Regions from separate parts of the Mus musculus genome. Here regions 1, 2, 3, 4 and 6 are each linked to region 5. Evidence: chromatin contacts called from public HiCAR-type, HiChIP or PLAC-seq and Micro-C data. All regions are on one chromosome and are shown on one strand. Each heading gives the region's core, a stretch centred on a gene start, on an enhancer-like site or on the middle of the called end of the contact. The rest is flanking DNA. Distances are from core to core; before and after follow the strand shown.

What was found. Hi-C and Micro-C count contacts between places; a contact is called where the count stands out from the background. HiCAR-type assays count read pairs that join an accessible place to other places. HiChIP or PLAC-seq counts read pairs in DNA pulled down with a chosen protein or histone mark.
Region 1: an H3K4me3 HiChIP or PLAC-seq map of embryonic forebrain shows a contact between it and region 5, with 6 times the contacts expected there. The contact joins the enhancer-like site here to the promoter of Pdcd4 in region 5. A contact is called at or near these places in 8 of 39 promoter capture datasets (the C10 cell line, cranial neural crest, embryonic stem cells and 4 more) and 8 of 115 datasets of contacts at active chromatin or transcription factors (astrocytes, differentiating embryonic stem cells, embryonic forebrain and 5 more).
Region 2: a Micro-C map of embryonic stem cells shows a contact between it and region 5, with 5 times the contacts expected there. The contact joins the promoter of Gpam here to the promoter of Pdcd4 in region 5. A contact is called at or near these places in 21 of 39 promoter capture datasets (the 3T3-L1 cell line, 3T3-L1-derived adipocytes, the C10 cell line and 12 more), 3 of 484 Hi-C or Micro-C datasets (all in embryonic stem cells), 9 of 115 datasets of contacts at active chromatin or transcription factors (astrocytes, double positive thymocytes, embryonic forebrain and 5 more) and 1 of 9 other capture datasets (adipose tissue).
Region 3: a contact with region 5 is called in an H3K27ac HiChIP or PLAC-seq map of T-cell acute lymphoblastic leukemia, with 13 times the contacts expected there. The contact joins the enhancer-like site here to the promoter of Pdcd4 in region 5. A contact is called at or near these places in 8 of 39 promoter capture datasets (cranial neural crest, embryonic stem cells, frontonasal cranial neural crest and 5 more), 3 of 15 datasets of contacts at CTCF or cohesin (the NIH/3T3 cell line and large pre-B cells), 4 of 484 Hi-C or Micro-C datasets (the N1E-115 cell line, cerebellum and granulosa cells) and 13 of 115 datasets of contacts at active chromatin or transcription factors (T-cell acute lymphoblastic leukemia, VIP interneurons, acute myeloid leukemia and 10 more).
Region 4: a contact with region 5 is called in an H3K27ac HiChIP or PLAC-seq map of acute myeloid leukemia, with 10 times the contacts expected there. The contact joins the enhancer-like site here to the promoter of Pdcd4 in region 5. A contact is called at or near these places in 11 of 39 promoter capture datasets (the C10 cell line, cranial neural crest, frontonasal cranial neural crest and 6 more), 5 of 115 datasets of contacts at active chromatin or transcription factors (acute myeloid leukemia, craniofacial prominence, forebrain and 2 more) and 1 of 9 other capture datasets (embryonic stem cells).
Region 6: a HiCAR-type map of astrocytes shows a contact between it and region 5, with 4 times the contacts expected there. The contact joins the promoter of Vti1a here to the promoter of Pdcd4 in region 5. A contact is called at or near these places in 9 of 39 promoter capture datasets (the 3T3-L1 cell line, cranial neural crest, embryonic stem cells and 4 more), 2 of 484 Hi-C or Micro-C datasets (bone marrow-derived macrophages and embryonic stem cells), 8 of 115 datasets of contacts at active chromatin or transcription factors (the NIH/3T3 cell line, the SCID.adh cell line, astrocytes and 5 more) and 3 of 9 other capture datasets (adipose tissue, embryonic stem cells and liver).

Annotation. Positions count from the first base shown.
Region 1 is chr19:55,141,403-55,145,313 of GRCm38.p6, forward strand. No RefSeq gene overlaps it. Among named protein-coding and RNA genes, the nearest start is that of Gm31418, 16 kb to the left of the region's middle. Within about 2 kb of position 2,404, at least 40 of the 459 cell types and tissues checked have an H3K27ac peak or open chromatin away from gene starts, as enhancers often do. A contact at or near this core is called in embryonic forebrain, embryonic stem cells and liver, where this site is marked.
Region 2 is chr19:55,096,938-55,101,020 of GRCm38.p6, forward strand. It overlaps Gpam (glycerol-3-phosphate acyltransferase, mitochondrial), which reads right to left and starts at 2,540. Exons shown (of 21, transcript NM_008149.4): 1 at 2,392-2,540; 2 at 560-690. The coding sequence starts at 661. It overlaps Gm31356 (a long non-coding RNA gene), which reads left to right and starts at 2,606. Exons shown (of 3, transcript XR_001782666.2): 1 at 2,606-2,695.
Region 3 is chr19:55,061,990-55,065,911 of GRCm38.p6, forward strand. No RefSeq gene overlaps it. Among named protein-coding and RNA genes, the nearest start is that of Gpam, 36 kb to the right of the region's middle. Within about 2 kb of position 1,427, at least 38 of the 459 cell types and tissues checked have an H3K27ac peak or open chromatin away from gene starts, as enhancers often do. A contact at or near this core is called in the N1E-115 cell line, T-cell acute lymphoblastic leukemia and craniofacial prominence, where this site is marked.
Region 4 is chr19:55,120,984-55,125,047 of GRCm38.p6, forward strand. It overlaps a transcript of Gpam not described here. Among named protein-coding and RNA genes, the nearest start is that of Gm31418, 4.2 kb to the right of the region's middle. Within about 2 kb of position 2,233, at least 60 of the 459 cell types and tissues checked have an H3K27ac peak or open chromatin away from gene starts, as enhancers often do. A contact at or near this core is called in liver, where this site is marked.
Region 5 is chr19:53,900,872-53,904,793 of GRCm38.p6, forward strand. Pdcd4 (programmed cell death 4) reads left to right here and starts at 2,480. Exons shown (of 12, transcript NM_001168491.1): 1 at 2,480-2,617. Gm30990 (basic salivary proline-rich protein 2-like) reads right to left here and starts at 3,733. Exons shown (of 8, transcript XM_030251154.1): 1 at 3,712-3,733; 2 at 1-3,201. The coding sequence starts at 3,733. The coding sequence ends at 2,000.
Region 6 is chr19:55,313,647-55,317,612 of GRCm38.p6, forward strand. It overlaps Vti1a (vesicle transport through interaction with t-SNAREs 1A), which reads left to right and starts at 2,411. Exons shown (of 8, transcript NM_016862.4): 1 at 2,411-2,898. The coding sequence starts at 2,805. Zdhhc6 (zinc finger, DHHC domain containing 6) reads right to left here and starts at 2,390. Exons shown (of 11, transcript NM_025883.4): 1 at 2,150-2,390; 2 at 655-1,126. The coding sequence starts at 921.

The DNA of each region.
Region 1 (3,911 bases), core at 1,154-3,653, 1.2 Mb after region 5:
CGGTGATGGAGGTCAGAGACGCTGCACATCCCACATTAAAAAATGATGCAAATTCAGCCTGACACTGGAAGGATCATCTAAGGCCACCCTTGCTGCAAGAGAGGAATACTTTGTACTTTGTGAGCTCCAGAGAGGAGGTAGGCAAAGGAATAGGTTATTAAATAGGCTCCATGGATCAACAGCGTCTGCACACAGCACACACTACTTCTCTAATAAAACACAGATGGTTTTGTACTGTCATCCTATAAGAGGTCATCAATGGCCTCCGTGAATGTACCTTGTGACCCTGCTTTAAGTTTCCTAAAACTAAAAGCTTAAGCTGTGGGTTTTTTTTTTCAAGTTTTGTTTCCGTTTTTGTTTTTATTGGTTTTTTTTTGTTGTTGTTGTTTTTTGGTTTTTTTTTTTTTTTAGTGAATATAAACTATACTTAACAGTGGGTATACTGTGACATTTTCACATTAATATTCTCTCTTACTGTCTCTTGCCCTTTCTTTTTTAAATTTATTTTTCTTTTTATTTATTCGTCTCAATTGTAGTGTCCCTCTCTCTACTCCTCCAAGTCTCCCTACCTCCCCTTACCCAAGATCCACTCCTCTTCCGCATTTTTCCTTCAGAAAAGAACAGGCCTCCCAGGGATAGCAACCAACCAGCATAACAAGACACAGTAAGACTAGGCAAAAGCCGTTATAGCAAGGCTGGACCAAGAACACAATAGGGGAAAAAAGGGGTTCCAAGGGACAGATAAAAGAGTCAGAGACACCCCCCACTCCCATTGTTAGGAGACCCTTAACCCCAAGTTCAAAAACCACAGTATTTCTCTTACCCCTTCTTAATCCTATTCCCAGCTAATCTTCCTTCCGCCTTCCCGTGTGTGTTTGTTGTGCTTGGTGACCCAGTAAATTCAGTTATGTCTACTTACAGGAACATGGGCAACTTACCATTAACTACACCACTGAAGAAAATGTACCCCCCTTCCCCAGCAACCACTCCTTGCTTGTAGATCCTCAGGGAGGGGCTAGCCTCCTCAGGGAGGGGCTAGCCTCGTGAGCTTCTCTCCTGTCCATGAGAGGATGTGGACAGGCTGTGCTTTGTGCCAATCAGGGGCTGGTAAGCACAGCTGCTGAGAGTCCCAGAACGGAGTGGGCATGGCATGCCCAAAAGCGGCAGGCATTCCATAGCATGCCCTCCCCTCCCCCTCTTTCCTGGTGCCCTCAGCCTTGAAGGGTTGGCATCACGGGTGTGTGTGTGTGTGTGAGAGAGACAGAGAGAGAGAGACAGAGAGAGAGAGAGAGAGAGAGAGAGAGAGAGAGAGAGAGAGAGAGAGAGAGAGAGAGAGAGAGAGAGAGAGAGAGATGTCCCATTTAAGGTTGAGCATTCCAGAGTTACTTATTCTAAGCACTTGGACCAGTTGGGAGTCTTTAGCAACCACCACAGACAGCACAAGGAAGCGTCTGTGATTAAGGCCGATAGCATCACTAACCTGTGGATGTGAACAGAACTACTTAGAAGGTAGCTTTCAGGCACATCGTGTCCATTTAACAAAATGACAGCAGTAGTGTTCTATTAGGGCACGACTATGTTTTTAATACACACACACACATATAAGTCTATGTGTCTGCATATACACACTATTATGTGTTTTGTTGTTGTTCAAGACAGTGGTTCACTATGAAGCCTAGGCTAGATTGAAATGCACACTTCTTCCTTAGCCTCCTAAGTGCTGGGATAACAGGTGCAGACCTCCTTACTAAGCATGTATCTTCAGAAACGAATGAATTCCTACTTTGTGCTAGTTGTCTCTAGAGGGTGAGTTTTAGTGTTTCTGTTGATTTTCCCATGCTACCTGTTTTATTCTTTTATTTTGCTTCTCACCTGTAACAGGGGTACATTCCCTTGCAATAAGTAAGCAAGCAATACTCTCTAAGTTGGTAATTACTTGTGGTGCATTGTCACAGAACAACAGTCTAGCAGATGTGTTCTCAGTTTTCATAAATATGCATGAGAAAAGCAAAAGCCTGAAGAAGTGTCTTCAAATGTTTTAAGGCTAGACTGATGTTTTCATTTTCTGCCTCTGCTTTTCGGATGCCTCTGTTTTCCAGATGGATCCTTACGTAGATGTGAAACAAATGACATACTTGGGTCGAGCAGTTGTTCTCGTGGGCTGGGGAGAAACTGAGAAACTGGCTTTGGGAAGAGGGAGGGAAGGGGGACCAGGGAGAGGGAGGGAGAGGAAAGGAAAGAGAATGGACAATGAATGGGAATTCTATTGAGAAACAGGCCTTTGATTGTTTAGGTCAAAAGGCCAGAGGAAAACGTTGACGCCTCCCATTTTCTTCCTACCAGGGCAGTGTCTACTAAGAAACTCTAAACCCCCTTAACATTCTTCAGGGGATTCTCAAGTCCAGGGCTCAGAACTATGCATAGAGAGCTATTTGTTCCTGGGTGGAGAGGCAGCTGGGGAACGGGGCTCACTGTTTCAGCAAATATGGCTGCAGGAAGGGGAGCGTTCCCATCAGCCTCTCGCCACAGCGCTGAAAGGCTGTCCAGCTGGCTGTCCAGCAGGAAGATACCCTTAGGTTTTGCTGGGGGTGATAACCTCTGCGAAAATCCAATAGCTATTTCCTGATCTCTCTCTCTCCCTCCCCCTCCCCTCCCCCTCTCCCCCTATTCTCCTCCCCTCTCCTCTCTCTGTCTCCATGCCCCCTCCCCCAAACACACACAAAAGGAAAGGAAAGGAAACAGGGAAAGTTCCTTCTTACTCAAAGCTTCCAGAACAATGGGGCTAAATTGCATGGTCTGATGAGCAGAAGTAGGCCAGGCCTGGATGGGGGAAGAGCAGACCAGACCTAGGAGAGGGTAAGAATGATCTCAGGGAGGGTAAAGCTTTAGGATCACCCCCCACCCCACCCCACCCCCCCCCCCCCACACACACACACACACACACGTACTCCTCCTCCTGCCACATCTGTTACTTCTAACTAGCACAGCTCTTTCTCACTTGCTTGGTGCTCAAAAATCTTAAACTAGCAATTCAGGCAAGTGTCCCAGGGTTCACAGAAGGAAAACAAAACAAAACAAAACAAAACGTTGGCCTAACCCAGACATCAGGAGAACTGGAGAGAGCCCATAAGAAAGTTCTAAAGGTGGGATGGGGGTTACACACCTAAGGGAAGGCAAGGAAAACAAGGTCCCTCCAGCACCAGCAAGGGCAAGGGAAAGGGGGAGGCTAGCAGTTCTCTGTAGCCATGATACAGGACAAGGGAACACAGGACTTGAAAGACAGCCACTGAGGGAAGCAGGGAGCAGGCAGAGTTTGCACACAGTGCAGCAGAGTGCAGCAACTTGGGGCTCGAGCAGGAGCAACGTGGGGTCAGGGTCTGGTGAGTCTGGCTAGCTTCTTTGAAAACCTGGGCACATAGGGGTCAAGAAGCTCTTCTGGGAACCAGGGACCTGGACTCAGGAGGCTGCTGGGTGGCCTGAAAACTGCCCAGACGCTGGAGTCTGCTCAGATGTCTGTCTAGCTATGGAGGTAGAAGAAGGAGCCAAAAATGGAGACGCTGGAGCATGTCCCTGTTCTGCAGTGTGACATCTGAACAGCTCTTCACTCCGTCAAGTGAACCTTCAGATAAGGTGGCACCTTCAGACCACAACACTGCAGTTTCAAGCTGTGCACCAGGTGCATCTGTGCCCGAGGTGCCTCTATGGCCAATTCTCTCCTCCACACCACTGACCCCTCTCTAGCTGCTACAGTGGGAAGAGGCCTCACTCCTTACGTGCAGGACTGAGTCAGCTTTTCTCACCCTAACTGTGATGTTGGCCAAGCCCCTTCCCTGTTAGCCTAGCTGGCCCCATGTGTGGTGTGATGAGAGGCCCAGGTTTAATGCACATGGCCCTCCAAAGTCCACTGGCTC
Region 2 (4,083 bases), core at 1,290-3,789, 1.2 Mb after region 5:
CACATCACCTGACCAGAGTCAAGTCCTGTCCTTCAGATTATTCTTTAACTTTCTGTTCATTGTTTTTCAGATCCCACGGATACAATGTTCTTAAAAACAACCAATTAATATCAATTTTTGTTGAGGTATTTTAAACACTCCATGTAATGCTGAATTAGTACCACCACAAGAAAATGCATGCTTTTCAATTAGTTTAATAAACAAGTTTCCTGTTTTTTATGTTTTAGAGTTAATTTCCATTATAAAACTCAGGCTTACTAAATATAAGTTGTGTGGTAGATACTAAAAGGAAAAAAAAAATGTTTAAGCACACTACACAAAACAATGGTTACTATTTTGCCTCCATACAAGAAGTTTTATTTTTTAAATACAATTACTGCTCTGAAATTTTCCACCCATTTTTTTTTCTTCCCAGTTAATACTACCAAAAATTTTAAATCTTAGATTGTAAAAACACCATTTCTAAGAGTCGGAAGCAGTTTCTTTGATGATTAATCTCTACTTGATATCACTGCAAACATTTTAAGTGGGCTGTGATGAAGGCTTCTCGTCAACTTACCCAGTCCTCACTGGTGTGTTTACATCGGCCAAGGCTGTATTCCGATGAACTGGGCAGATAAGAAACGTCTATTGTGCCAACTGTCACTGAAGACTCCTCCATGGCAGAACGTGCAAGTCCCAAACCATGTGCTGTAAGAAATAAGCACTACTCAAGGAAGTATCCAGAGAGTAACCCCGGGCCTCAAACTGCTCATCTCCTCACAGTTCTGCTTAGTAACAAGATATTACATGAACTGACAGATTGCTAGTGTAGTGAGTAGCAGCAAAAAGCTATAGCTTGGTGGTAGAGTGCTCATCTGGCCCGATCTGTTTACATGTCTGCTAAACTGCCCTGACCTCAAAGGTCAACATTCACAGACCAGTATTTTCCGAACATACAAGGATACAGCAGCTGTAGCCTTCAGATTCCTGGGCAAAACTGTCATGAGAAGTCACTTGTAAAAAAAAGGAAGACAACTTCAAAATAAGGCACTTGTAATAATACTGGCTTGCAACGAATAATTATTTCACTTTTGTTAATAACTGAGTATCCCTGGGAGGATAGAGACAAAAACTTTTTTATTATTTATTTATGGATGTGTGTGCATGTATAGGCATATACATATGAGTGCTGGAGGAGGCCAATACTGCACATCAGATCCCTGGAGCTAGGTCGTGAGCTACCTGATGCAAGTGCTGGGACCAAACTCTGATCCTCTGAAAGATCAGCGGGACTGTTAACCACTGCGCCACATCTCCAGCCCCAGCGTAAGCTTACTTGGTAAGACATTTTATATGTATGAATGCAGCTTTTTTTAATTTTTAAAAACCTTATATCATCTTTATTTAATTATTTTAGCTGCTGGCTTCCCCCTGCCCCCCAGCATTAGATTCTTCTCTTAAAATCAAAATCCACCTTCAGTGAGAGAACACTGTTCTCTAAGAGGAACACCTGGACTCTTTACAATCCCCACGTGGATTTGCTCCGATAACTGTTTAGCCTCAAAACAACATCTGCCCTTAGCCGTTCAGCATAAGCAATCAGCTGACACCAGAGATCAGTAAAGCACCCCATCTGGTGGGAAAAGTTCTTTATTATAAAGATTCGACGCCCCCTCCCCCTACCAACTTCCGGTTCTGAATGGCCACACAACGGAGGGGGGCCGGGAGTGGGGGAGCACACTGCAGCCTGAGAAAAGAAATGAGGCGATCGGAGGAGGAAAGGGAGGCTTGTGCCAACAGACGTCCAAGCCTTGCTCCTCCAGCCCCACAGGGTTTACTTGAGGTCAAGCCAGATTTTTTTACAGGAGAGGGGAGGAGAATAAAAGAAAAGAATCCCAGAGGCTCTAAACAGCAGTGCTGAGCAGGGAAGAAAACAAAATCTGACAGTGGGCCACAGGCAGGGGCAAGGGGGCCCCTCTGGAGTTCAAGGCCCCGTCTGCACACCACGCATGTGAATTTGGACAAGTTGGTTAACTACTACGCCTTGCTTCTCCCATCTGGAAAATGGGCAGCATGCCACCCGACAGCTGTGTCCGGCTGCAGGGAGGGCAGGGGTCTCCATAGCACGCCCGGGACACTGTGGGGTACGCGGGGCTGCTGTCAGCGGGCGGTCCCTGGAGCCAGCTGCTCGCGGAGTCCCCCGCTGCCTCGGTTTCCCTCCCGGCCCCCCGGGACGGAGCGTGCTGGGATGTCAGCCCTGCTGGTGCTGTCACTGCAGCCCGGTCCCTGGAGCGATACCGTGCCCACCCATCCGGGAGCCCGGCCCACTCCAGGGGGAACCCGGGTGTCCGCCCCGGACTCTTGCAAAGCCTCGGGCGGGCCCAGGGAGAGCGGCGCCCACCCACGCACCTGACCCCGCGCTCCGGCCCAGCGGCGTCTGCAGCCGCAGCCCGCACCGCGCACAGCGCACCGCGCTCCTCTCCACCCGCCCGGCAGCTCGCGCCTGGGCGCACGCAGCTGCCAGCGCTTCGGCTCTGCGCCTGCTGCAGCGGCGCGCCGCGATGACGCGGGCGGCGCGCGGCAGTGACGTCGGGGCTGCCGGCCGCCAGGCTTAGCGTAAGGCGCTTGGAGGAAGGGGACGGTGGGGACGGAGAGCATGGGGAGTGAGCCTGATGTCTACACTGCCCAAGCTGCATGCTTCGTGCATCGGCCGGTGGGTCTGTCTGTCTGTCTGCCATCTCCCTTGCGTGACCTCAGCTAGCCTAGGCTAGCACCAGGCCCTGTCCTGTGGCGGAATGCATTCGGGCTGCGTGGGTTTAGGTACTTGTGCGTGATCTTGCCTTTTTGTATGTGAGACCAAGCTCAATTTGTGAAGAATGAAGAGGCAAGGACTGCAGAGTGCAACGTTGTGAAATGTCTGAGTGACCGAGCCCGCAACGGCGAAAAAAATGTAGAATAGACAAAGGAAGGCTTGAAAGATAACTAAAAACATGCCCATAGCTCCCTAGAACCCAAATGCCTGGGCCCAGCACATCAGACATAAACAGAGAGGCCGCTCCTCTCCCTCTGTCCCCAGCAGTTGTCCCTGCTGTGGCCCGGAGATGCTGTCCCTCTCCTGTTGTGCTTCTGCCTCTCATCCCAGCACTCTGTAGTCCCAGAACTGCTTCTCCAAGCCTTCCCTTCCACCCCATTCCTCCATTATCACAGCCTCCTGCGACATCTCAAAGATTAACCAGAGCACCATGTCTCAGGTCCTCATCCATCGGTGTCAGACTGCAAACCCATGGCAGCGACAGTGCCTTACATCAGGGTCCTAATTAATATGTTATAATAAGCACCCAGTAAATACTGGGAGCTGAGGCACAACAAGAAAAACTAGATTTCCTTAGCTTGAACTTTCCACTTCTCTTTATAAACCCATCCTACAAAGCAAATATTCTCTTCTGGGAAACAACCCCAGAGAGTAGAAGTGGCCATTCATCAAGGACCCTGCCTTGATTTAGCCTCACATGTACCTTAGCAAAAAAAAAAAACAAACATACTTCACTAAGGCTCTCAAGGAGTGTATATTGGCTACAAAGAGTAATTTCTTATCCCAAAACATTGTGAAATTTTGTGCACAGGATACAGGGGCCCTAACAACAAAACAGGCATGGAAGGAAAGCATGAAGAAAAACTTTAGATTGATAAAGAAGATAAGAGAAATGAATTAGACTGACAAAGAAATTCTAAAATGTAAGCCATATGGAAAGTGTGTCTTACATAAAACTCAGTCATAGTGACTCTTCTTGCACAAGAGTGGCTGTGCATGTGAATGTGGGTTTGCCGTGCTAAGTTCTGGTTACATAATGAAAATTGTTTTGGAAACAGGTGGCACCCTAAGCAATTTATTTTATCAGCAGAGTGATTTATAGTAACCAGTCTAGCCAGTCAAGATGGAGCAACAGGGGAGAATTTGCTGTCTTATTTAATACAAGAAAAACCAAACAGGCAGTATAAAACAGTGACATTCAAGAATCAGACATTCTGTACCTTAGGTCGACAGTCCAAGGGGAGGCACACAATGAGCTGAACCCTGTACTTGCTTTGGCTTATCACCTA
Region 3 (3,922 bases), core at 177-2,676, 1.2 Mb after region 5:
CCTCCCCTCCCCTCCCCTCCCCTCCCCTCCCCTCCCCTCCCCTCTCCTTTCCTTTCCTTTCCTTTCCTTTCTTTCCTTTTTTAATTACCTACATCGTGGCTTAGAACCCGCTGATGAAGTTCTATCACCACCTAGTGGTCAGATCCAAAATGTGTGGCATGGCCACACCCAGCGTTTTGGTACAGGACCACCTGATCGAAGAAAATGAAAATTAATGTATGCCTTTAAGACAGGATGGGGGGGGGGGGAATCCCAAAGCCTGTTTATGCAGAGGTTGAACCAGTGCCTGTCAAATGATGGCAGAGGAAGGAGTGGGCAGGCAGAAGAAAACTTAGTTTGCCAGGTATTCTCTTCGGAGACAGCACCCTGAGCTAACATTTATGACGCTGCCATCATAAGCCAGGCTGGGGTGCATCCGGCGTGTTCACGCTAACGTGTTGTCACCTGCTAGGTGAAGACGGAGCATCAGAAAACAGGTTCAAGATCCAGTGGCTGCTGAGTGTGGAGCTGGGACTTGAACCCAGGAAGTCTTAACCAGGTTCCGCGACTGAGTAGCAACGCTTTGGTCACCTGGGCACAATATCATGCAAACAAAGACATCAAAGGCAAAGCTAACTGTAGATGGGCTGTGTCTCCAGATTCTAATGCCAATTTCTATGGGTCCAACTTTTTGTCGACACCTTAGGCTCCGTGCCAAAAGAAAACAATTAGAAAGACACCAGTGCTCTTCCCTTGGCGGCCATCTTTTCTTCCCCGAGATCCCAATGGTGAGACTGGCTCTTCTCACCTGCAGCGGTGAGGCTAGGGTTCCCCCTCACACAGCCACAGCTGCACCCCTTTTGCCCTGGCTGGGTCCTGACATGGGGCATCATGTTTTGGAAATAATAATTTTCTTCTTCCTAGTGCATCTCCATCCTTACTCCTTCCTCGCCCTGCACCCGAGATGAGACTTAACATACTAGTCCTGAAATCCAAACACACACACACACACACACACACACACACACACACACCACACACACACACACACACACACACACACACACACACCACACACACACACACACACACACACCACACACACACACACACACACACACACACACACACACACCACACACACACACACACACACACACACACCACACACACACACACACACACCACACAACACACACACACACACCACACACCACACACACACACACACACACACACACACCACACACACACACACACACACCACACAACACACACACACACACCACACACCACACACACACACACACACCACACACCACACACACACACACACACACACACACACACACACACACACACACACACACACGATGCAGGAGGCAAGGTTGAAGAAAGCTGTGGGTCAGCCTCCTAGCTGTAGCTGCTAGCTCCCCTGAGGAAGTTGAAGAGTTTCCTCAAACCCCGCCTCCACTTTGTCTGTACAATGGGAAGCGGCTGGTCCTGCCTGCACAGCTGGCAGGTCTGTGACTGGCTGTTCATTTGTGCTCAGTGTTTTATAAACAGCTCACTGCAAAGGGCAAACTGCTCCATCTACAAACTCAAAGGGCTGCTGTCCTCCATTTTTAAAAGCGTGTGCATCCAGAGACACCACTGTTTTCAGAAAACAAGTGCACAAGCTCCGCGATCAAATGACCTCTGGCACAGGGCACGGGCAAACGCAGGAAGAGAAAGATACACACCTCTGTTCCCCACCAACCCCCCGACCTGAGGCAGGAGCATAGATCTAACAACATTAACCACACCCAAAAATATACAGGAAAAGAAAATCTAACAGCTCAGAAACGATATTGCATTTGCTTGAAAAGCCAAGGGCCTGGAGCCTCCCTATCACCAGAGTGCTGTGACAACATACAGATCCTGTATAGAACCACTTAATGGTCTGTCGAATTCAATTAGGGGAAATTTTGAGACTTCCCATTTAAACTATCTGTTCTTCCTTCAAGACTGAGTGTCTTGGATGAGAACCTGGACGCCATACCCCAGTCTCCAGAACAGCCTGGCAGGCTCTCCAGAGTCTCAACCAAATGCAGTGTTGTTAGGGACTTTCCTTAGGTGTGGCCTTTGTCCCTGAGGAGATACAGTCCTGCTCCAGGGAGAGGAGAGGGCTTGGCACTTGTATGATCTTCTGGTGCTGTGAAGGTTGGCTCTGGATAGTACTAGCACTTCCTGGATATTTAATCTCCATTGTGATTATTTCCAACCATGGTAGATAGTAGACCTTTGCCAACGAAACAACAGAGGGGACCTCTCCATCACTCTCCCATCATGTTGCTCATCCAAAATGGGGCATCAGCTCAGCATAGTCTAATGAAGAGTAAGGCTGTCTTTGCTTGGTGTTCCTAGAACCAGTCAAGACAGGAGAGTTCAGCAACAGGTCATCTATGTGCAAGCATTTGCCAGGAAGGAGAAGCAGGGACTGACCAAAGGAGACAGAGGGGGGTGAAAAAAGAAAGGAGTGCTAATGGGTCACTTGCTGTGGGCAACAGAAGCCTCTTAGCACCAGGGCCCCCAGAACATTCTTGAGAGCGAAAAAGCTAAGCTGTGTGTCAAGGGTCAGCCCTAGCTTATAAACTGAAGGTCACCCATGACAGGTTGGCTCACCAGCACTCTGCACAGAGGCTAAGACTATCCTCTGCAGGAAGATTCAGAAAGAGATGGTGGGTCCGAGATCTTCCTCAGGTTGACTGTCACAGTAGACAAGCAGAAATAGGCAAGGGACCTTCCGAATCCACTGTCAAAACCTGCCTCAAGAAAACCCAGTATAACAAAAGCAGCTCACCTTCACGCTGGAAGTAAATTGTACTTCTGGGGCGCTCTAAAGGACTCGTCTGGCACTTACGTTTATTAGCTCCAACTTATAAAAGGGAGAATTCAATCATGTGCCCAAAGTCCTGTAAGCAATTACTAACCCTACTAAGCCTCCAAACTTAACTTTGGCCCCTCATTTCTCAGCCTCCTTTCTGCCATGGTTCTCTGAAGATTCTTACAAGAAATAAGGCTAAGTTCTCTGAATTTCAAAGATTGGGTCAAAATAATCAGTGCTTCATGGCCTATGTCATGAGGCTAAATATTCTTTTTTAATATTTTTATTAGGTATTTTCCTCATTTGCATTTCCAATGCTATACCAAAAGTCCCCCATACCCTCCTCCCACTCCCCTACCCACCCACTCCCACTTCTTGGCCCTGGCGTTCCCCTGTACTGGGGCATATAAAGTTTGCATGTCCAATGGGCCTCTCTTTGCAGTGATGGCCGACTAGGCCATCTTTTGATACATATGCAGCTAGAGTCAAGAGCTCCGGGGTACTGGTTAGTTCATAATGTTGTTCCACCTATAGGGTTGCAGTTCCCTTTAGCTCCTTGGCTACTTTCTCTAGCTCCTCCATTGGGGGCCCTGTGATCCATCCAATAGCTGACTGTGAGCATCCACTTCTATGTTTGCTGGGCCCCAGCATAGTCTCAGAAGAGACAGCTATATCTGGGTCCTTTCAGCAAAATCTTGTTAGTGTATGCAATGGTGTCAGCGTTTGGAAGCTGATTATGGGATGGATCCCCGGATATGACAGCCTCTAGATGGTCCATCCTTTCGTCACAGCTCCAAACTTTGTCTCTGTAACTCCTTCCATGGGTGTTTTGTTCCCAATTCTAAGAAGGGGCAAAGGGCCCACACTTTGGTCTTCGTTCTTCTTGAGTTTCATGCGTTTAGCAAATTGTATCTTATATCTTGGGTATCCTAAGTTTCTGGGCTAATATCCACTTGCAATTACTAACCCTAATTTGCATATTTGTGCAACTTAATACTGAAGATCTTGCCAAGAGATGACCTTGCATAGCAAAGCATTCAGACATTCTATTTTGTGATTTCTTAACAGCATTCCAGA
Region 4 (4,064 bases), core at 983-3,482, 1.2 Mb after region 5:
AGCTGTATTTAAAACCCACTTGGGGGGGCGGGGAGGATGCAGCTGTCAGTATTTGCCACCTCATGCTGAATGTGGTGGTGTTGAGGTTTGGTCTGCTGCTATGTCTTGTAATGCAAAAACTCTATCCCAAGGTCTAGCTGCCTCCAGATGGTGAACTCTCTTGTATGCCAGCTTTTGTGGTGCAAACCTTGCTCTGTAATTTACAACTATTGGTTAAAATAAGATGCCTACGGTCTTTAGCTGGACCGAGAGAGGTGGGCAGGGCTTCTCATGTCAGGCTTGGGATCTGAGGCAAAGACCATGGGGAGAGAGGAGGAAGGAGGAGGAAGGTACCCTGGGGTTGGTGGATCATGAGCACACGAGTCTGTTGTAGGAACAGACCAGGTATAGCCTGGCAAGTGATATCTCGGAGATAATTGAAACAGACAAAAGAAACAAGAAACAGACAAAATAACACAAAGGGTTGATCTCTGTTCAGCTCTAAAACTTATTATAAATACAAAGCTTCTTGTGTTTCTTGGTTACTAAATTATCTAAGGTGGGATAAAAACCCACAAATAATATTCACCACAGCATGATGGTGCACACATTCTAGTTCTGCCCCTGGGACGGCAGAGACAAGCAGATGCCTGGAGTTCACTCTCCAGCCAGTCTTGCCTAATTGGCTGGCCCTGGGTCCTAGTGAGAGACTATGTCTCAAAAGGTAGGCGGATACTGCCTGAGGTACAACACTTGACCTTAGCCTACACATTCACATCCTTACACATATACCTGGACACATGTGGTCACACACACACACACACACACACACACACACACACACACATACACCCCTTGCAAATTTATCCTTAGTTTACTGGGAAAGGCATTGCCTATGTAAATCTATGAGTGTTAGGAACCACTAGAGATTGCTGGAGAAATAGCTTAGAGGCTCAGCTAAGAAAGAAGACAAACTACGACAAGGGCAGAGAAGGGAGTGAAGGTCAAAGTAGAGACACGGTTGCCCCGTGACACACTGCACTGTTCCACTCTCCAATGTCACATGCAGTTCCTGTTAGTGACCTGTCCCCTCTTCTGGGATGTGAATTCCTTAAATGGAGTGGCTCTGCCTTGTTGCAGAGTCCTGGGACTAATTAGAGGTGGGTCAGGGATGTTGGCCTACTGACGGGGTGCTGAGGAAGCAAAGTGCTAAGGACCCAAAGTGATGCTTATCAGACCCACGACACATTCTCTGTTATCTAAGGGTGCCCGCTATGCTGCCTGGTGTGGGGAATTCCACCCATCCAGCAAGCTCACCCTAAGCATCAGTGTACAAGACAATAACATGTGATTCAGTAGGGACTAAGAGTGTGGCAAAGTGCTTGGGGATTTGTAAACAAAATCTCAGCATCTCTTACAAGTCCCATGGAGCTCCATCTGGGAGAGGGGAGGGGGAGCCAGCCTTCTGCTGCTGCCTGGTCCCCTGGCTTTCATTTTCCCAGGCCCTTGTTCTTCCAAGTTGCTACTTGGAATTGACTCAAAATACATAGCGTTACCAGCAATGTTCAAGTAGCCCATGACAACTACCCCTCCTCTGCAGAGAGGCTAGCGTAAGGGTTCACTGGGAAAGGGACGCCCTGGCCTAGGGTGGAGCAATCTATGTGATTGGTGGTGGTGGTAGTAGGGGTGCCATGTTTTTCTTTAGTTTGGTTTGGGTGTTTGTTTGCTGTTTTGGGGGTTGGGGAATGGTTGACTGCCTTGGTTTGTGGCAAGACACTTGAAGCCCAATACACAGCCACGCCCCCATTCTGGGTGGAGACAAAGCAAAGCTTTGAAGTGAGGTCAGTGTAGTGAGACAGCCAGAAGGGTAGGAAAGGCAAAAGCCAGGCCTGTGGCAGCATCTGCTGTCACTGGGGCCCCTGAGGAAGCACCCAGGAACAGGGACTGGGTGCTCTCATTATCACACCCAGCATGACACCCCAGAACCCCATTCCACATCTAAGTGCAATTGAAGAACTGGATGGCACTGAAGTGGGGTGGATCGGGTTCTGGGAACTGAATGTTGACAATGGACAACCCCCACCCCACCCCCTGCAATGTTACTGTCAAGTTCTCCAGAATGGAGAGAGAGAGGCAGGCGTGCGGTTGCCTTGGAGAATAATGGGCCATCTGAACTGCCTTTGGAAATCTCCTGGTGTAGAGTTCCTCTGCACAGCTTCTTTGTTCCTTTCTCAACATTTGATCCTCTGAGTGCCCATCCAATGAGGAGTTTAAAATCCAGAATACAAGTGCCGAGTGTTCTGGGCCTTGAATTCACAGTGCTGGTCCGTCCTGCCAGTAATTGTTTCCTTCGAGCATCTTTGGCTAAAACAACCAGGCCCCAGCGAGGTCTCTTTACCCCTTGTGCCCAGAAAGCAATGGTCAGGGCTTGACTAAGGCAGGAGTGAGGCCCCAGATAGGGAAAAGGAAATGAAGAGAGTTGATTGGCTGTCAGAGACTGGGTGGAGGCGTGGTGAGGGTCAGCGGTGCAGACCCCTACTGGAAAGGCGGGGAGGCTCCTTCTGCGTGGCTCAGGAGCCCGAGGCCTGCAGTCCTCCTTTCATCCCTAACCTTCCAACTGCCTTCCTGGCCACTGTTTTTGTCTGGGAAATATGCTAACCAAGTTTTTAAAGCGCACTCTCTAATGTCCTGGCCTGAGAATTCATAAAAGATAGTAGACAAGACACCTGGTACTACCAGGGCAGGCCAAGTGGGCAGCTCTGGGAACACGCATGGGCGACCAAGGAAGAGACCATGAGCCCATCTCCAAAGCTTCAGCTCCCAGCTCACCTCCTAGGCTCCTGATCTCAGAACTTCCCCAGCAGAAAACAATATTCTGGATGGGTTTATCACCCAAGCTATTCCTGTGGGATTTGAAGGAAGGGGATGTGGGATGCTGGCTACAGGAGCGACATAATTCCTGAGACAAAGCAAAGGGAGAAGGGAGTTGTCACTGCCGGCAGGGAAGAATTCAGGAGGTCTCCTAAGAGGAGGTGCACCCGTGCTTTCTTCTGGGTCAGCCTCTCTCCAGGAGAAGTAAGACAGAAAAGCAACAGAAAAAGAATCACAAGCCTCTCCCTTGCCATTTGCTTGTTCAAGAGCATCTTAGATGTCAGCATGAACAACTCGGTCTGAGGGAACCACGCGGTCCAGCTTCTCTTGTTCACAGATTCTGAGCCCCATAGTAAGCAGATCCTTAGCCCATGCAGGGCCACTGCTGCATGCCCGCTGAAGTGAAGCATACAAACACTGTAGTTCACCAAACAGCCCTTTCATGACTGGATACCACTCCCTTCTAAGTCCTTTGTCCTCTCCAAAGACACAAATGGCCTGCTGCTTTTAATGCCTGGTGCACCATTCATATTTAGCTTGTCCAAGGGCAACTGGTTTTCTTTGCTTCCCTGTTCACCCTGTTCCATGTGCTGAAAACACAGTAAGTCCACCACAGAATCTCTTTTCTCAAAGTCACTTTCATGAAAGAAGTGCTGTGCCCATTTTACAGATGGGGAAAACAAGGTTTAAATATCAAGGAGAAACATAGGATTTAATTACAGATATAAATAATTTTTCTCCTTCTATGATCTACTATGATTCTAATAAGATTAACCAAAAAAAGGACAGTCCTTTAATTTGAGTTCCTTAGCGTAGACGTAAATACACCAAGACAATTTTCTGGGAGTAGAGAGAGAGAGAGCAATTCAGAGTGGGCATCTTCAGGTAATAGCATGGGCCCAAAGCATTAGTGACCTAAGCAGGTGCTAGAGCTGAGAAAGGAAGGAGAGGCTGATGGCTTGCCACATGGAAGATCCTCCAATGACAGGGGAAGCCACAGGACTCTGAAATCTCCATTTACCACACTAACTTATAACTAACCCTCAACTTCCAGTCTGCTTGTTGGGGATTGGTTCTAATGCTTTGGTTTAATCAGGAATCTGCCTGTCCAAACGCTGAAGGTCCTTGTCCTCAGTTGGCTTTTGATTGATCAATAAAGATGCCAGCTGCTAATGGTTGGGCATAGGGAGTCTGGGCAAGACTTTTAGATTTGC
Region 5 (3,922 bases), core at 1,230-3,729:
GACTCCTGTGGTGCTATCTAAGTTCTTGGCAGAGCCTCTCAAGGTGTTAGGACTTGAACGAATCCCAGAGAACCCTTGAAGTAGATTATGACTTCTTTTATAGTTTGCCAAGAGCACAGCTGGATTAGTTAGGTGCTTTTCACAGACTGGGCAGCCAATAAATAGCTGCAGATTGATTTGCTCTGCAAGAGTTCTTGGTACCTGGTTACTTTCCTATTTCTAGTGCATTTCTTTCATGTTTATCCTTTTAGAACATTTAGCTGTAACAGCACAGGTTTCCTGGATCCAGTGTGGCTGGAAGGAATGTCGGTGATAGTGTCTGTCATCATCTATAGTCCCAAAGTGGTTTCTTGCAACACATTCCAGGATATCTTGAAGAAAAAGAGTTCTGTGTTTAAATAAATAGAGAGACATTGAGTTTCATAGGCTGGCCACCAAAGTTGCCAAAGAGTTAGGAGTAAAGGAAAATGTAACTTGGTTGAAAGGTGTTCTTTCCAAGACGTGGCCATGAAACAGTTTCTCCCCTACATTTTTTTTTCAGGATGCCTATTAAAGTACTACAAAAATTCATGTACTTCTGAATTTTACTGGTAAAGAAACAAGTCTTGAGGAGAGAGTGGGGTTGTTATAGAGAGAGACTAAGCAGCTGGGACAAGAACATCATTCCTATTTTGTCCAAACTGGTCAACCACATACTAAGGTGTGTTTGGGAATTTCAGGTATCAGGGTGAGGGTGGAGATGGTTAGCAGAAGGGATTTGAATGTTTTATTCTCTACTAGGCCTTTTTCCCCCCCAGGGAGCAATTAGACAATATTTTCCCAGGGGGCAGATTTCCTAAACAGACTCTTTTAAAGGTCCAAGATTCCCTTTTAAAAATGGGAGTTGTTTATTCTTATCTCCTGATTTTGGGATAGTTGCCTTATAAAGCCTGGATGTAGTAGCATGTGCCAAGTGACGCTTTAGATGCTGGCCATGTGAGGAAGTCCCGAGCAAGAGCCGGTGATGACTACTGACTTTTGGGATTCTCTGTGAGCTCGCACAAGGCGTACTTATTACATGGGTATAATATATCTACAAAGCACCTCTCAAGCTCACCATACTAAGGGTGAGTGAGACACGGGGCTTGTGGGACAAGCCAGGACTGGGACTCAGATGAAACAATGCCGGGCAGAATGTCCTCAGTCCCTGCAGACTGGCTGGTGCTCCGCGGAATCAGGTTTCAGAAAATGGATCATACTGGCATGAGACTTGATAAAGACTGAGGGAGGCTGAGAGACTTGGATAAGATGTACCAGGCAGAGAGGCCATCTAGGAGAGACATTTCGAGATGATATGATAAAAGACCTGGCAAGACACAAGGGAGGATGCGGAGCAGTGAGCTGTCCAAGTGGGTTCAGGAGGACGGGTATCCAGGGGTTAGGGTGTGCAGACATAGCCTTGAAGCCTATAAGTCGCACTGTGGGCTCTAGGGTGTCTGCTGAGAAGCAGGCACTCCAGGGAGGCAGTGGGGAGCTTGTGAAGGTGTGTGTGTGTGTGTGTGTGTGTGTGTGTGTGTGTGTGTGAAGAACATTAGATAACACCAGGCAGTAAGAGCCGGGGTAGAAAGGCCCACGTTAGGGGATGGTGGTTGCTATCGAGCAGTTCAGTTCTGAAAAGACCAAGGGAAACATTCTGGTATTGCCATTCAGACTAAAGGTAAACATGGCCAGAGAAAGCAGGTCAGTCACTTTCCAGGTGCACAGGAAGAACATACGGTGCTGCACATTATCTCAGGCGATAACATCCGAGACAAAATGAAGGCTAGAGATGGCAGCCAGAAGGAAACGTCACAGAAGACAGCTAGAGAGGGCTGATTCAATACACAAACCATAGCCATGGTTGAGAAACCCAGCTTTGGAAAGAATGCAAGCACCATAGTGGCCTGGCTGGTTAGCAAAGGGACTTCAGTTTTTGTATCTCTTTATCTGGGAAAAGGGAGCGATTTTTATCTCAAAGGGGTTAGGCTTTTCCTGCGAGAAACTTCCTGAGCACGTGGACACACGGCAGGAGCCACGCGAGAGCAAGGACCAGCGGGCAGAAGTTAAGTAGTGGTTGCAGATTCTCCCAGACGCCCAGAAATAGTGGGGACCTCAGGAAATCCACAACCGCCCTAGAATTGGGCTGAGACGCCCTGTAGAGAGGACTGGCCGGTCTGGTCCACGAGCCGCGCCCCAGCCCCCAGCCCCCAGCCCGGCACAGCCCTCCGCCCGCTTTCACAACCCGGCCCTCTGCACTTAACCCCCACTCTGGCTGGTGGCCGAGCGGGTCCCAAGCCCAGCGCGCATGCGCCGACGGCGCCCCGCCCCCCTGAGCCCCGCCCCTATTTCCACGTCTCACTTCCCCTAGCTCTGCCTCGCCGCCTCGGCTGCAGCTCGGCCGCCACGATTGGCTGCGGGACGTCCTCCTCTCGGCCAATAGACGCCACGCCGTCGCCCCCGTGTTACTGGGTAGAACAAAACAAAAACAAACAGAGCGAGCGGGGCCAGAGGCGCTCCGAGGCAGCGGCGGCGGAGGCTGAGGAACGGGGTCGGGGCCCGGCGGACCGGAGACCCGGGCGAGCGGCGGCGGCCCGAGGGGGTCAGTACTGTGGGCGCGGCTCGCACGCTCGGGCGGGCGGCGTCCTCGTCCCTTAGGCCCGGGTCGGCGGAGGCTGCCGCACGTTGGGAGGGGGAGGGGGCGTGGAGGCCTCGCCGCGGGGGTCGGGACGCTCGGTCCCTGTCCACGCTGGCCCTGGAGCCCTCCGGCCACCGGCGCTCGCCCAACGCCCGGGGCTGCGGGGAGCTGCCGGTGCTCGCTCTCCGAGGCCGGGTCGGTCGGGCCGGGGAGCTGCAGCACGGGCCCGCCCCCTCCTCCGCAGCCCCATCCCCGGCGGCCGGGCGTGCGTGGCTGCGTGCGCTCGCGGTGAGAGGAGCCTCCGGGCGCCCGGTCCGACGCAGTTGGACGCGGGGGACGGGACGGTAGGAGAGGGGTGTCGTCCGGACGGAGATCCGGTGAGGGGTCGGTGCCCCGAACCGAGGCCTGGTCCGCCTCGGCCGGCCCTGCCCGCTGCCGGAGGGTTGGGGTCCTGCGGGACAGGCGTCGGTCGGTGCGGGCACGGGGCGGGGACAGCTGCCCTCCCGGCCCTGTGCCAACTCCTCCTTGCAGTCTCCTGTACAGGGTCCCTTAAAAAAAGTACAATACAACCTAGAGAAAACAAAGCCGAGAAGGGAGCCCCCTCTCTGTGAACGCATGCTGTGTCTGCTGCCCGTGGCTGTCCGCTACTGTAATGTACGTAGAGGGCGTGCTTTTTGGTTTTTGGTTTTGGTTTTTTGTTTTTGCTTTCCCTGAACAGCCTCAGAACTGCAGATGTAGGTCTCGCCTATCTTCCCCGAGCCCCTCCTTGGGAACTGGCTCTGTAAACCAGCCTCTGTAGTCGACTACCTGCTATGAATGATTCAAAATGCGGCTCCGGGCCTGGGTGAGGGGTGGGTGTGAGGCCTACGAGCTGCGTTTAAGACATTTTGATAGCTTCACAGCTGTAATACTCTTGATTTAAGAGTTTGAAATTTTAGGGGAAGGCCCTAGCATATATATTCGTGCTCGTATTTATATCCATAATATGCGTGCGATATCTATCTATATATCTATATCTATCTCGTGGTAAGAGTAGAGGAAAATAAAATACTTGTTACGGCTGCAAAAATAAATGTACATGGTTGCTCTCAGTAGTGGTTGCTTTTGCGTTATTGTTGTAGAGTGCTCTTAGCAGAATGCAAGTTGCTAATTAATGTGACTGCATCCCAGGGAAGAATTAAGGTCATTTTCTAGTTAACATGTGGTCTAAACTTGACTTCCAAAATGTCAAAGTAATTTATCGGGCATTTAGGAAATGCACTGGATAAC
Region 6 (3,966 bases), core at 1,161-3,660, 1.4 Mb after region 5:
ATACAATTACTGCCCTTGTCACCTTTTCTCTTTGGGTCATTTCAGGAACTCCCTAACTGGTCATTTTCTCTCATTTAAATCTCTGTATTATCAAAATATTGTTCCTATATTGCCCTCTGCCAGGGCTTTGCCTAAAACATCTAGACATCCCTGTGGTGCAAGCAGCTCCCATGGATTCTGAGCTAGTTGCTCCCCCCCACCACCAGTTTTTTTTTTTTTTTTTTTTTGCAGTTATACAAGGCTCTTCAGTTTCTGGATATGTTTTCCAACATGTTCTCCGCCTGAGGCGCTGTCCTCCCTTTCTTCTTTTCTGGAAACTTGCTATATTGACCAGGTGGGCCTAGCTCACAAGATGACATGTCCCTGCCTCCTCAGTGTGGAGATTAAGGTATGGACTACCACATACATCCTTTAAACACCACCACCAACAAACCCCCAAAGAACAAGTCTTCAATTGCTTTGGAAATCGCTAACATAGATCATTATTTTCAAATAGACACAAGTTCTACACATAAGTACTCATCAGTCACTGGAGTAGCACCAGTGTCACCTAGGACAGAGGCTGATTAGGTAAAAACCAAAACGTTATCATAATGGCAAACTAAACATAAAAAAATTATGCAAAGGTCATTGTCAAATGGATCTTTTTCTTACCGGTTTCCACCCCCGAGGGACGAAGCCAGGACCAGCAAACATGGCATTGAAGTAATTATAAAGAATCATGACGGTCCAATTTATCAACATGATGAAGTTCACACTTCCTCCAGTTGTATGTAAGGGCCAATACCACAAGACAGAGTCGATCATGGCCATTGTGGAACATATTGCTATAACACCCAGGGCTATGATGGGACCCCAATGACACAGTCTCCTTAAGTCTTGAAGATTTTCAAACTTGATTACTGAGCAGAATATGCCCATCTTGGTGAAGAATGACTTCTTTCTTCTAAAGAACTAGAGATCTCCTTTTCCTGTGCACACATTTCTGTGTGCAACAAGTCCATGTGTGTGCCTGAGCTGTCATGCCTTTGGCTGAAGGGTCACTGAGGTGGGGTATGTCATTTTCAGTTGTGGCCTCCAGAACTCTGTATCTCACAGGAGAATATAGGTTGATTTGAAACACAGCCTAAAGAAAACAAGATGGGAAAACTCCGTTTAGAAAGTCCATATGCCATTTATTTAATATTTAACTCCAAGGAGCACTTGACTCAGCACCTCGAAAGCACACTAGTGTGGAGTTCACCTCTTATCGAGAACAAAAATAATTACTTTGGACCTATCCAGAATACAGTCCGAGCTTGAAGTGCACGAAAACCGGACATATTAAACAGTTTTCCTCTTCTGTTCAAAGTGCCAGAAAGGATCGACTACTCCTAGCTTAGTGGATCGTTAGAGAGAACAAAGACTTAGGGAGCTGAGAAGCAGGGTCTTATCTAATTATCACGTATCTAATTCTTCCTAGAACAGAAACTGGCTTAGAGAGACTGTGATTATATCGACCGACCAAGGTCACAAGTAACAGCTAAGTCCAGAATAGAAGCACCAAACTTCTTTTTTAGGACGTTCTAAACTGCCTCCCAACGAGTTGTGAATTAACTGTGACATGCTCTACGCATATAATACTTTGTGTATTAATAACTGGGCACTTGTTCTCCCAAGCGCCAACATTAGCAATCGATCGGGGTTAAAGGTACAGGAAGAAGGGTGAGATTAAAACGAGAAGGCCGCATGTGTGTGCGCGAAAAATCACAACTGAAGCAGTGCACGAGAACGAGCACAGAGTGGATTTAAGCGGGCGGGGGGGGGGGGATAATTCCCTCCGGGGCCGAGGGAGAAGGGAAGAAGGCACGCACGGGGAATAGTTGTAGACCTGAGTTCTGAATGGAGTGAAATGAGCCGGGAAAAGACCTATGACACATGGGTATGACGTATGCGTAACGGATTCCCACGGAGCAGATGCGCCAGCCCGGTCGGTGCCTGCCTCAGTTTCCCGCCCATGTAGTGGTGCGGGATGCTCTGGGATCTTCACTCACAGGACAAACGTCTTATTAAGCGAGGTCTGGGCTCGATATTTTGGAGATGCTGGGTCGACTAGGTCGAGGCGAAGACCGCCTCGTAAGCGGGTTGCACCCCCTGCGGTGACTCCCACCTCAGTCTGGTCTCCGGTGCCCGCTCCACAGCCATCGCATTTCCGGGACGGCCCGGGCTCAGCGGAACAGATTTTCTCCTCCTTATAGCTCTGTCATGAGCGCTTCAGTCTGAGCAAGCCGAATGCGAACCCTGACGGCGAGACCTGCGCGGGGAACTCGGACCCGCGCGTCTCTGGTTCACGCGGCCGCCGTGAGCCTCCCGCTCGGGTCCTCGGCGCAAGCTCCGCCACAGCCACTTCCGGTCGGTGCGCGGCGTCAATCTTCCCTCGGAAAGCCCGCGCCTGCAACTTAGAGTTTGGGGGCGCTCCAGCCGTTTCTCTGGAGCTGCAGTGTGGGGGACGTGTATTCTGTGATACCCGAGAGCATGTGGGCTTTCGTAGTCTTTTTTTTTTTTTAGGGGTCACCGAAAGTGAACTTTTTCTTTAGTTTTACGTTCGAAGATTTGGGTGGAAAGGAAAAGGCGCAGGCAGCGCAGTTTCCGGAGGACAAGGACTGCGTAGAGCAACCAGGAAGCGGCAGGGCTGGGAGTTGTTCCCGGTTCCCGCTGTGCTGTGGAGACTTCTTCACAGGGTCCCTGCGCCGAGGCCGGGCGCCCTTGGCGAGTCCCGCTCTGAGCGCTAGAACCCGGCTCCGGCCGGCCGTGCCCGAGCTGCCATGTCTTCCGACTTCGAAGGGTACGAGCAGGACTTCGCAGTGCTCACTGCTGAGATCACCAGCAAGATTGCAAGGGTCCCTCGGCTCCCTCCCGGTGAGTACCCTGCCCGGCCGGGCGGGGGCGGCCTGGAGAGCCGGGGGCCGCGGAACGCCGCCTGGGCACGCGGGGCTCGCTGGCGCGAGGCTGCTGTGGGTGGTGCTGGCGGCCCGGGGAGGGGTGCGTTCTGGGTAGTAGGTTGTGATTGGCATTAAATGTGCTTCAAATGCAAAGCACCTTCTGCGTGGAAACCATTTTGGGGGGGTGGCGCCTGTTTCCTACCCCACCGCTTTTTAAAAGCTTGTATAGCCTTGGAAACATTGCTCTGCATCTTGATTTCTTCTTTTTTCCTTTTCTTTTTTTTTTTCTATCTTTTTTTATCTTTTGTAAAATATGAGTATTCAAAGGAACTGTGTGAAAGTATCAAGATTGTGGATCTGTAAATGCAGCAGCAGCGTTGTCGTTTTAGTCAATAATTCTGTTATCCTTATTCGTGGCACACTAGAATGACGAGCTAGGATGCCTGAATTCAAGTCTAACCCTTGCCACTTAGAAGTTGTCTCCTAGGCAAGTTTTCGTTATCCTTCAAAACTTCCTTCTTGGTTCGAGAGACTCGTACCTCTCTCAGGGCGGTTGTGAAGATTAACTGATACGCAGCTGTGAAGCCCTGTGTCTTAGCTCTTGTTAGGATTCCTATTTTTCAGACCTCTGCCCTGATTCTGTGATTCTCATCTTTCTTGGGTATCTATAACCCAGTTTTATATGAAACTTCGTACAGGACAACTTTGCTCACTTTTACAATTCAGCATCCTCCAGGTATTACCCTGCATGCTAGGTTGTCAACAGTGGGAAGGTGGGAGCCTTGTCTGATTTTCTTGACATTTCTTTTCTAAGGGCTCAGATTTTTTTTTTTTTTTTTTGTGAATAAGCAAGGGATTGTTATATAATACTTTGTGACTTATAAGATAGTGTTTTAGGATTTTTTCTTTAAGTACAGATTTAATTTGAGTAGTTAGTAACAGACAAATTGTGAGTTTTATTTATTTATTGGCTCAGTTTCGTTAGGGAAATTGAATGATCACTGGGCTGCTGAACTTGCCTCTACTCCAGCTCTGGAGCATACTG